Regions from separate parts of the Macaca mulatta genome. Here region 2 is linked to region 1. The links are chromatin contacts, called in public Micro-C maps. All regions are on one chromosome and are shown on one strand. The core of a region is the stretch at or near the end of the contact, and the rest is flanking DNA. Distances in the headings are between cores, read along the strand shown.

What was found. A called contact is a pair of places that touch in the nucleus more often than the background predicts.
Region 2: a Micro-C map of CD4 T cells shows a contact between it and region 1, with 12 times the contacts expected there. The contact joins the promoter of LOC144341268 here to the enhancer-like site in region 1. A contact is called at or near these places in 3 of 14 Hi-C or Micro-C datasets (CD4 T cells, blood and liver).

What each region holds. Positions count from the first base shown.
Region 1 is chr6:41,476,597-41,482,042 of T2T-MMU8v2.0, forward strand. No RefSeq gene overlaps it. Among named protein-coding and RNA genes, the nearest start is that of PTGER4, 280 kb to the right of the region's middle. Within about 2 kb of position 2,780, at least 2 of the 40 cell types and tissues checked have an H3K27ac peak or open chromatin away from gene starts, as enhancers often do. A contact at or near this core is called in CD4 T cells, where this site is marked.
Region 2 is chr6:41,758,422-41,763,867 of T2T-MMU8v2.0, forward strand. LOC144341268 reads right to left here and starts at 3,423. Exons shown (of 4, transcript XM_078004355.1): 1 at 3,348-3,423; 2 at 1,429-3,018; 3 at 1,101-1,195. The coding sequence starts at 3,423. The coding sequence ends at 2,069. It overlaps PTGER4 (prostaglandin E receptor 4), which reads left to right and starts at 2,413. Exons shown (of 3, transcript NM_001266046.1): 1 at 2,413-2,906; 2 at 3,379-4,294. The coding sequence starts at 3,422.

The DNA of each region.
Region 1 (5,446 bases), core at 1,530-4,029:
AAAGCATACATTTGCATTACCAGTGTATATTTGCCATTATAACAAGACAAGAATCAGCTATTCTTGATGTTCTTAAACCACGATAACGAAGATACAGAATCTTATACTTCTGTTTCCAGGAAACACATGCAGCCCCAGCAAGTTCCAAAAAACGAAAAACATAACAATAACAATACCTTCAATGTGAGTAAACCCCATTTCACATACAATAGCATGACTGTTGTGAAAGAAGAACAATAACTTTGGAAGGAGGAATAAAAATATGCTCATTTTCCTCTAACTGCCATGTAGAAATTTTTGTAAAAATGACATTAATTTCCAATGTGTCTTATTAGTACAGGGTTTCTCAACCTTGGCACCACTGACATTCCAGGCCAGATAATTGCTTTGGGGGCTGTTCTGTGCATTGTCAGATGTTTAGCAGCATCTTTAGCCTCTGCACACAGCATGACAAAAGCATTCCCATCCTCAACGTGATGATCAAAAATGCCTCCAGACATTGTCCATGACGGCAAAATGACCTCTGGTTAGAATAATAGTCCATGGTGGTAATCACATAACCTGCTTTAAAGTAGCCCAGTATAGAGTGGAATTTACCCATTCCTGGAATACCCTAATTAGTACCATATTGCTCTCCCTATACTGTTGTTTAAACATAGCAATACTCAGACAAAGAAAGGCAAGCTATTAGTAGCTGTCATAAAGAGGGTACACACGAGCAGGAGAAGACGACCACAATCACAATCTACCACAGAAACCTCAGAGTGAAAACACACTGGAATTGATTCAAAGTGCTTCCTAGTATCCATAATGTATCCATAACCAAGGGTGACCAAAGAAGGGGACTGGAGCCATGGCTCTACCACTACCTATCCCTTATTTGGCATGATCCTCTTATGTACCCAGGTCTGAATGTACATAAAGGTATGGTGTAAACAGTGTTTGTTTTGATTGTCCCCTTGGTGACTTGATGTTCTTAAGTCATGGGCTTTGGAGTCGCACTGACAGAAGTTCATGTTCTAGTTATGCCACTAACTGGTTCTGTGATTTTTAATAAATTATTTAACCTCTTCAATTCTCAGTTCCTTTATCTAGAAGGTGATAATAATAAATCAAGCCCATAGGGTATGGAGACAATAAAGAAAGTGTGTAAAACACAGGTACAACATAAGCACCCAATGAAAACAAATTTTTTATTGTTTTTGCTGTTGCTTTTGCTGCTATGGTAATTATTGGCATTATTATCATTATACCAATTGATGTTAAGTTTCTTAAACCCCAGTGAATTCAGGAATTTCAAGGCAAGGACCACTGCCCCAGCCCATTCCTCTTCTTCTCTTTCATATCTAGGAAATCCCTATGTCCTTCTAACTTTGATGAGTGATTTCATAGAAAAGTGTTATCATCTTGGTCACTAACCAAGCCACCACTACCAATTTTATGAATATCTTTAAAAGAATGCCCTCGATGAATTAACTTGGAGCCCTAATCCTCATGATGGAAATTTTGAACATTTCAGCAGATTTGAGGTCCCAGAATTTGGAGGTTAGGAGGATCTTTCAATGGTCCTCCATTCACATTAGCTTGTGAGATGTCACCTAAGAGTAAGAAGAATCAGCTCTTCCAGCATCTCCAACTTCAGTTAGTGCTGGGTGGAGAAAGGATAAAGACAATTGAGACAGAGGATTTGGCTAGTGACAACATGTGATTACAAATTTCCACTTTCAACCCCCATTCCATCCTTCCACGTTTGACTACTTGCTGGATAAATTGCATACTTCCCACAGCCTGAAAAGCCATGTTCCTCTCCCCTCTCTAGGGAAATCTTACCCATTCTTCAAAGATCAATTCAAAAGTAGTTTTCTGTGAAGCCTTCACTGCTAAACCCAAGTTGAGGGTAATCACTCATAGAACTTTAGAACTGGACAAAATCTCTATCTTTTTGTAGTTAAAGTCCATGTTTTGGAGGCATGATTAAAGAGATTTTAGTAGGAAAAAGGACTGGCTGATTCCAGCTGTTGGTATTCTACTTGGAATTATGATTAGTATGTTTAATGTCTTTAGATTACACTAGATTCTAAGTTGTTGAGGTGGAATCCCTGTTGTACTCAATATTGTCTGTCCATAGCATCTAAAACAGTGCATGAACCATAGTTCATACTTAAGAAATATCAGTTGAATGAATGAACCCTATGTTATTAACCAAGCAGGTTTAGTAGACACTATTTGCTGCTGCTTATCAATGTCACTTAATTGTTCCTCTTGAGTATCCATGGATATCCACAAGCCACATTGATCATGTTAAAGGTTATGAGGAGTAGTTTTACAAAAATCTTGTATTACTAAAGCTTTTTACAAATCTTTTGGTTATCTTATTATTCACCCCAACACAAGAATTTTAAAAAATAGAAAGAGAATAATAATAAAAATCAACACATGAGTAATGCTATCTAAACCAAGTGATTTGGTGTACATGTCCTCATTTAATCTTCAGAGCAACTTGTAGTTAACATAATTATTCCCAGTCTACAGAAAGTTAAGCTGAGGATGCTTTGCTCATAGTCACATGGCCAAGCAGAGACCATGTTTCTCAACAGCAACCACATGTCTTTCTTACTTCATTGTTAGATTCACTGTAACTAGGGAGTATGTAATCTCTCAAATCCATCCACACTCATTGAAGTCTATGGAAAACAAACTGGAGACAAAAACACCCAAAAGCAACAATGAGTTGGCTCTCTCTGTGGTTAGTTTTTCTCTGTATTTTTTTTTCAAATCTATTTATTCTTCCTGACTACAGCATCATTTGCCATAGTCTTCTCCTAAGTCAATGTCATACTTCCTCTCAACCACTTGAGAGATTGCAGATCTTTGTCATTCAACATTGTTTAATTTCCTGAATAAAGAAACAAAAAAATGGAAGAGGTTTAGGTATACAGCTAGAGTTGATTTTAATTTCCTGTTTGCCCTTGTAATTACGGTTTTTCTTCTTTGCTTTTGAAAACTATAATGAGTGTTTGAAGTATTACAATTACTTTCAATTGCAAAAACTGCAATTACTTTTGCACCAGCCGAATATATTTTCTGTCTATGTAGTCTTTCTCATCTTTAAAAGAGCAAGAAATTCATTGTAAAACAATGGTGTCAACAGCCATTAGATATCTACCAATTATCCAATATGACAATTTCTCTAATGAATTATCTTTTAGGTCACCTACATACTTAAATTTGGTTACAACACACTTTTACACTCTTATATGTAAGACAGAAGAACAAGCAGCTCAAATCTCGAGTTCCCTTGCTGCCAATATTGATGGAGTTTATGAAAAATTAAAATGGTGAAGAATGCTTCAGGTGTTCATTTCTAAACACAATGCATTTCTTTTTATTTTTTCCATTTTAAAAATAATATGCACCCATTATAAAAAAAAAACTTCATCATCATCATCATCATTAAATAAATAGAGGCAATTTCCTTCATAACCTCTTCTGTTCCACCTTCACCCCCAACCCAACTCTCTCTCCAGTGGTATTATGTTAATAATTTGTGTGTTTGTGCGTGTGTGTGTGCATGCGTGTATACATGTGTTTCCAGGAAGAGAGAGAAAAAATGCAGATATATAGAGAGCATGATACACATTTTTAATTTGATTTTCTTTGCTTACCAGTATATCATAGACGTTTATGACCTCATGCTTTTTAATAGCTTCATAGTGTTTTATAGAATGCTTATACTACAAATTTGCTAAATCATTCCCCTATCAGTGATATTTTGACAGACATTGACAGATATTTTTAATTTTTTTTATTGTGTGACAATCCACAGAGAGCATCTTCATGTTTACATCTTTGTGCTCATTTGGGCATTACTACTGAAGAAAGTCTTAAACAAAGAATTCCTGATTCAAAGTGTATGCAATTTTGAAATGCAAGTCATGGGCTTTGGAGTCACACTGACAGAAGTTAATATTACTTTCCTACTTCATAAGCCTGTTCAATCACCCTCCAAAGGGCTATGAAAATTTCTGCTTTCCACACAATGTATGAGTCGCCTTATTTCTCTACACCCTCACAAGCGTGAATATCATCAACTGGCTTCACTTGAATTCCCCTGAAAGCAGGTCGAGACAAAAATGTGAATGCAATACAGATGGTCACTGACTTCCAATGATTCCACTTATACTTTTTCAACTTTACGATGGTACACATACTATAGACATTCAGTAGAAAACAGTGTGATTCTCTCACATGATGCTGGGCCATGGCAGTGAGCTGCAGCTCTCACTCAGCCACACAAGGGTAAAAACACCAATACTGTACAGTACATTGTGTTGCCAGATGATTTTGCCCAACTATAGGCCAATGTAAGTGTTGCAAGCACGTTTAAGGTGGGCTAAGTTAAGTTATGGTATTTGGTAGGTTAAGTATATTAAATGCATTTTTGACTTAATCACATTTTCAATTTACAATGCTTTATCAGGACATAACCTCATTGTGAATTGGGGAGCATCTGTAGTTTATTTTGAAGATAATTCCAGGAATCACTATGAGGTTGTAAGGAAGTAAGACAAGAAGTGGGGAACCAATAGACAGAACACTGACGAACCAGTTACCTCTACTGGTAGTGTGGTCAACTCTCACAGTTTGCATGGAATCAATGGGGTGACCCAGGACACAGAATTTCCAATGCTAAAACCGGGACAGTTCTAGTAAAACAGAGGTAAGTTGGTTACCCTACTGTGTGGGCTATTGGGCTCAATTATTCCAGAGACCCTTGGAGAGGCCATATGGAACGCAATTTAGGATTGTTCCAACCAAAGGCAAAGATGTGAAGTATTTATTCACCAGCCCTTAGTGGTTGGGAGATACTCCAAGGCATTCTGGCTCAGTTATTTCCCATCTGACCTGTGCAGGGACAAAGCATTGTCCTGTGTCCCAAGATAGCCCACTGGAGGAAAGGTGCAGGAATTTGTTGTCATGTCTGAGAAATGTCTGCAGACAAACTCTGGGATTGGCCAAAAGGATCTGGAGGTAGGCATGCCAATACCATCTATACGTGATTATCTGTCCCCAATCTGATCAGCAAAATGTTGCTATCTCAATGTTGTTTTCATTTACATTCTCTAGTTAGTGGGAATTTAGGACCTAACTTCATATTTGCATCCCTTTTTGAGACTCAAGTTTTCAAGCATTTAAATACAGTTTTAGGGTAGGTTATTTTCTTGGCCTGAGACAACCAACTTCCATAATAGAAAAAAAATTTCACTCAGTTTACCTAAAATAGGTGTGTATTGGAATGGGATGGGATGGAATGGGGGAGCAGGGTAAACTCTTCCAGGTGAATTAAAGGTGAGAATTAAAGATTTAGTTATAGCATTTTCATGGCCAGAATCCTTGTTAGACTTTCCTTTACCTTTTTTTTTTTTTTAAAACTGTACATATGTAT
Region 2 (5,446 bases), core at 2,173-4,672, 280 kb after region 1:
CTGCGAGGGAGAATTTTAAAAGTGCTTAGAATAAAAATCTTTTCATTGAAAAAAAATGACAAGAATTGCCCACATAATTATGGCAATTCTTCCTTTCCTTTTGCAATGCAAATTCCTGGCAGAGTGTGAGAGAAACTGAATTCTACTGTCCTAGTTTTTCAAACTAAGAAAATAAAATAATTTGTTACCGAAACTTTCAACTTCTACTTTTGAAAGCTACATTTAAGTTTTAAGAATCACATAACAAAAGAGACTACAGATAAACCTCATTACAATGTTTTAGTATTGAGTATTAGGTTATTTACTTTTCTTCTTCCTAAAGCTACTGTAGAAAGAAAATTCAAAGGACTAGTAAGAAGAATAGCTCAATTGATAACAAGTCTGGTTTGTCAATGACATGCTAATACCTGTAACAGTTATTAATTATCTCAGCAGCATCTGTTTTTATATGTAATATATTCTTCATCATACTTAAATTAATAAATAGCAACCAATTGTTGTCTCTTTTACAAGCTTCATATGGAAAGAAAACTGAAAAAAATATATTTGTATTAGCAGAAAGTGAGTATAAGGAACTTCCCAGCCTCCCCTCCATATATTTACTGACAAGCAACTGACAAGAGTGATAGCAAAGCAATGTGGTTAGTGAGGAACGGCGCAGAGTGTGCAGTTTCCTTTTCTCTAATGTTGATTTGTTTTCTGTGCTGACACAGTCCTAGAGGTTACTGTTCAAAGGAAGCATCAACAACAGAAGTAGTTAGAGTGCTGATTAAAGAAGATTCTAAGAAAATGACCAATCACCATCAATCTTTTTAATACTGGCTAACAAATATGTATTTTTCCTTCTGATATTATTAATAGTATAAACAGAACAATTCTATTTTAATATATCCATATAGTGCCTTATGCAAGTAAATATGATTCTGGATATTTTATGACCTGTAATTACTTGAAATCGGAAAGTCCTCTTAGTTTCTCCTATTACCCATGTGCTGCTGAGACCAACTGAAGAACCAGTTAGGAGGTTTGTTCATTCAAGAAATAACATTTAAGAAATGGGTACCTGCTTATCATATAAAAGAATCCAGTTATGTACTTACCATGTGAGGAGACATACGTTAAAATGCTTGTACACTGCAGATGGGAAGAGGTTTCTCCAGGAATTTAAATTGTGCAATAGGGCCACACAATCTTACTTTAAAAAAAAAATGGTAAAGGGATTTTAATTACACCATGAAGTTTTACAATTTTTTAAGTTTTTAGTTCTAGTTTTAGAAAACAGAGTAGAAGGAGTACAGAGAAAAACTTCACCATTAGACAAGTCAAACTAATTGTAAGGGCCGCGCAAACAGGCTTTTCCAAAAATTAATCATGAGGTGGTGCTTGGAGAATTCCTTTACCCCAGTGACTTTCAAACCCCCTTCTCACCCTCCACTAGTCTTTCAAAGGATTTATGGTGAATGGGGTCTAAGGAGTATAACACGGCCGAAGGCATGAAGTTCACTCTACCCTTTCAGGGCGGAGAAGTTCCCCGGAAAGAGAATGGAGAAAAAGATCGCAGTTAGGCAGTCCTCCCAACCCCACCAAGGCTCCACCTCTCGAAAGCTGCAAGGTTCTGCCACCTGCGCCGGGAGAGGCTGCAGTCACTGTCTCCTCCTCTTTCTTTTTTTTTTTTTTTTTTCCTTTTTCGCCTGGGGTGCCCTACCAAGCGCAGCCCGCAGCCCGGTCACTGCCAAATTACTCCAACTCCTTTTATGGTGAGAGGATGGATTCTTCGTTATTTCCCCGCCCAACCTGGTACCCACTCACCCACCTACCACGTCCGCTGGGCGCACCCAAGTCTAACCCAGGGGCGCACGCGCTAGCGCACACAGACACCCCATTTCTCCTCCTTTCTCGGCCAACCCTAGGTAGAATGCTAAAGCAACTGCCCTCTCTTCCACGACCTAGATGTTGCGGCCCGCGGGCAGGAGGTTCAAGAAATAGTCCACTCCAAGCGGCAGGCAGCAAGGCGGAAAGGGTCGCTGGTTTCAGTGGTAGCCCCACTGGAAGCCGAGTTCAGGAGCGGCTAAGCGGTTGCCGGGGAAAGCACCGGGGCTTCCCAGGGTCTCCTCCCGGCTCCCACTCCGCAGCTCAGGGGGCGGGAAAACCACGGAAGCCGCCCCGCCCCACGCAGCCCAGCCCCGCCCCAGCCCGAACACCGCCCCCCGCCGGGCTCCCCAGCGGCGCCCAGGGAGGACGCGCTCCGCCCCCTTCCAATCCGGCCAATGGGCGTCCGGGCAGCGCACGGTTTGCCTCCGCCTCCGCCAGGGAAACTTGGAGGAGGAGAAAAGTTTGTACAGAGGGTGGAAAGGCGAGAGCGGAGCTCCAAGCGCGGCAGCCCGAGAGGAAGATGAACAGCCCCAGGCCAGCGCCTCGGGCAGAGTGGACCCCGAGCCGCCCCCAGGTAGCCAGGAGCGGCCTCAGCGGCAGCCGCAAACTCCGGTAGCTGCCCGAGCTGCCCGTGACTGGGGCGGAGGGCGGCCAGAACTGGGGACCGAGGCTCCGCGCCACCTGCGCGCGTGGCCTCACACCTGAACGCTGTCCTCCAGCGGACGAGACCAGCGGGCACTGCGAAGCTGGGACTCGTCTTTGAAGGAAAAAAAAAAAAATAGCGAACAAGAAATCCAGCACCATTCTTCACTGACCCATCCAGCTGCCCCTCTTGTTTCCCAAGTTTTTGAAAGCTGGCAACTCTGACCTCAGTGTCCAAAAATCGGCAGCCACTGAGACCGGCTCTGAGAAGCCGAAGGTTTGGCAATTTCCAGACTGAGCGGGACAAGGTGAAAGCAGGTTGGAGGCGGGCCAGGACATCTGAGAGCTGACCCTGGGGGCTCGCGAGGCTGCCGCCGCTGCTGCTGCTACAGGTGAGATGGCGTTGGGCTGGCGTTGGGGTCAACGGGTAGGGAACGCGGAGATGCGGCGCTCGCCGAAGAGAGCCAAGAAGGGAAGAGCGCGCTCTCCAAATTGCTTTTGTAACTTGTTTTCAGTGAGAATTTCATTGACTCAGAATCTATCGGGAATAGCAATAGGGAGCTACTTTTCCCTTGAGATGGCTCTTATTCATCTTGGCAATGGAGTGAGTTGGGTTGAGGGGAGGAAGAGGAATGGGAGAAGCAGTTTATAAATATTAATGTCAGCAAGAGTGTGCTGCTGGCAGGACGTATCAGGAGCCTAGAGATTTTGGTGGCCGCAGTTGGTAAGTGGCTACAATCCAGAAAGTAGGATCGAGTTGCTCCCCTTGGCTTATCAGTGTATCGTTTCTTGGGCGCGCGTCTAACACCTTACAAGTGGTAATTTCCGCTCACGGCAGCTTTGTCTCTCTTCTACCATCCCCAGACCCAGCCTTGCACTCCAAGGCTGCGCACCGCCAGCCACTATCATGTCCACTCCCGGGGTCAATGCGTCCACCTCCTTGAGCCCCGACCGGCTGAACAGCCCAGTGACCATCCCGGCGGTGATGTTCATCTTCGGGGTGGTGGGCAACCTGGTGGCCATCGTGGTGCTGTGCAAGTCGCGCAAGGAGCAGAAGGAGACAACCTTCTACACGCTGGTATGTGGGCTGGCTGTCACCGACCTGTTGGGCACTTTGCTGGTGAGCCCGGTGACCATCGCCACGTACATGAAGGGCCAATGGCCCGGGGGCCAGCCGCTGTGCGAGTACAGCACCTTCATTCTGCTCTTCTTCAGCCTGTCCGGCCTTAGCATCATCTGCGCCATGAGTGTCGAGCGCTACCTGGCCATCAACCACGCCTATTTCTACAGCCACTACGTGGACAAGCGGTTGGCGGGCCTCACGCTCTTTGCAGTCTATGCGTCCAACGTGCTCTTCTGCGCGCTGCCCAACATGGGCCTCGGTAGCTCGCGGCTGCAGTACCCAGACACCTGGTGCTTCATCGACTGGACCACCAACGTGACGGCGCACGCTGCCTACTCCTACATGTACGCGGGCTTCAGCTCCTTCCTCATTCTCGCCACCGTCCTCTGCAACGTGCTTGTGTGCGGCGCGCTGCTCCGCATGCACCGCCAGTTCATGCGCCGCACCTCGCTGGGCACCGAGCAGCACCATGCGGCCGCGACAGCCGTGACCTCGGTTGTCTCCCGGGGCCACCCCGCCGCCTCCCCAGGCTTGCCGCGCCTCAGCGACTTTCGCCGCCGCCGGAGTTTCCGCCGCATCGCGGGCGCCGAGATCCAGATGGTCATCTTACTCATTGCCACCTCCCTGGTGGTGCTCATCTGCTCCATCCCGCTCGTGGTGAGTGACCAGGGCTGGGGCCCCACCCGGCCCTTTTCTCGCATCCACCTCCCTCCTCCGTTCCCCGCTCCCCGCTTTCCCTCTCAGTCTTTGGCAGTGAACGTGTCTCCTTTAGGTCGGGGCTGGGATTCCCACACTTTCTCAGAGCGGGCCCAACCCTCTTTGAAGTCCCAGTCCTAATGAGATTTAGCAGGTGTTTTGCCCCCACATCCCCCAGTTTATGTTCCCGAAAGCCTGGGTTTTTTTCTCTACCGGGACAGCCCTTACCCCTCGCTGCCTGACATTGGCCGAGTCTTCCAAGAAAACCCCCACCCCCTCTGTTAGATGTGGAGGGGAAGCTGCTGTAGCGTAACTTAGCCCACTCCTCCGTACTGTGAACTGTGAACTGCAGAAGCTGAAACGTCAGGGATGGTGATCTGTTCGTTGTAAACCATTTCTAAGGAAAGTGGGGTTTTTGGTGTTTTGATTTATGCAAGTTTTTTTGACTTTTTCCCCCCCGGTGGATTGCGTAGAATTTTAAAGCTAGAAGAGATATCAAGAGGTGTTTTAGTCTAACTCCCTCACTTCACTGAGGGAGTGAATGATATGCTTAAAATAATCCAGCCAAACCTACAGAGTCAAGCTAGGCTCCCTGCTCTACCATGGTGTGCCCTGGGAGGGCAGCTTAAAGCACACAAATTCTAATTCATACACGGGGCAGGGTCCAGACTCAGTTTCTTTCATTCTGTGTAGGCCAGGAAAGCAAAGTTTCTCAGGGTGACTAATTATGGAAAAGCTGGTATACATGGGGTATGGGATTTGAATTCTCTACAACTGTGCAAGAAACAGTACCATTTTAGAGAAACCGAGATTTAGAGATGGCTGTCTTCGTTTCTTCAAGCCAAAGCTCTACAGCTTGTAATGGACCTTTGGCCCGTCTGAGGCCAGACCCAGCTCATTGTGTTATTACATCACGTCTCCCTCCTAGAACATTTCTCATTTTGGCCTTTGTAAAGCGTGGGTTGGAGTTTTGGTACACTTCATTTTTAGTTCATCTTTTAAGAATTGCCTTTGGATTAACTTTTAAAATATGATAAACAGAAAGGCTCAAACCCTACCTAGTTCTTTACTTTGCCTCTGACTAAAATGGAATGCACCAGAAGCAGATGGGCA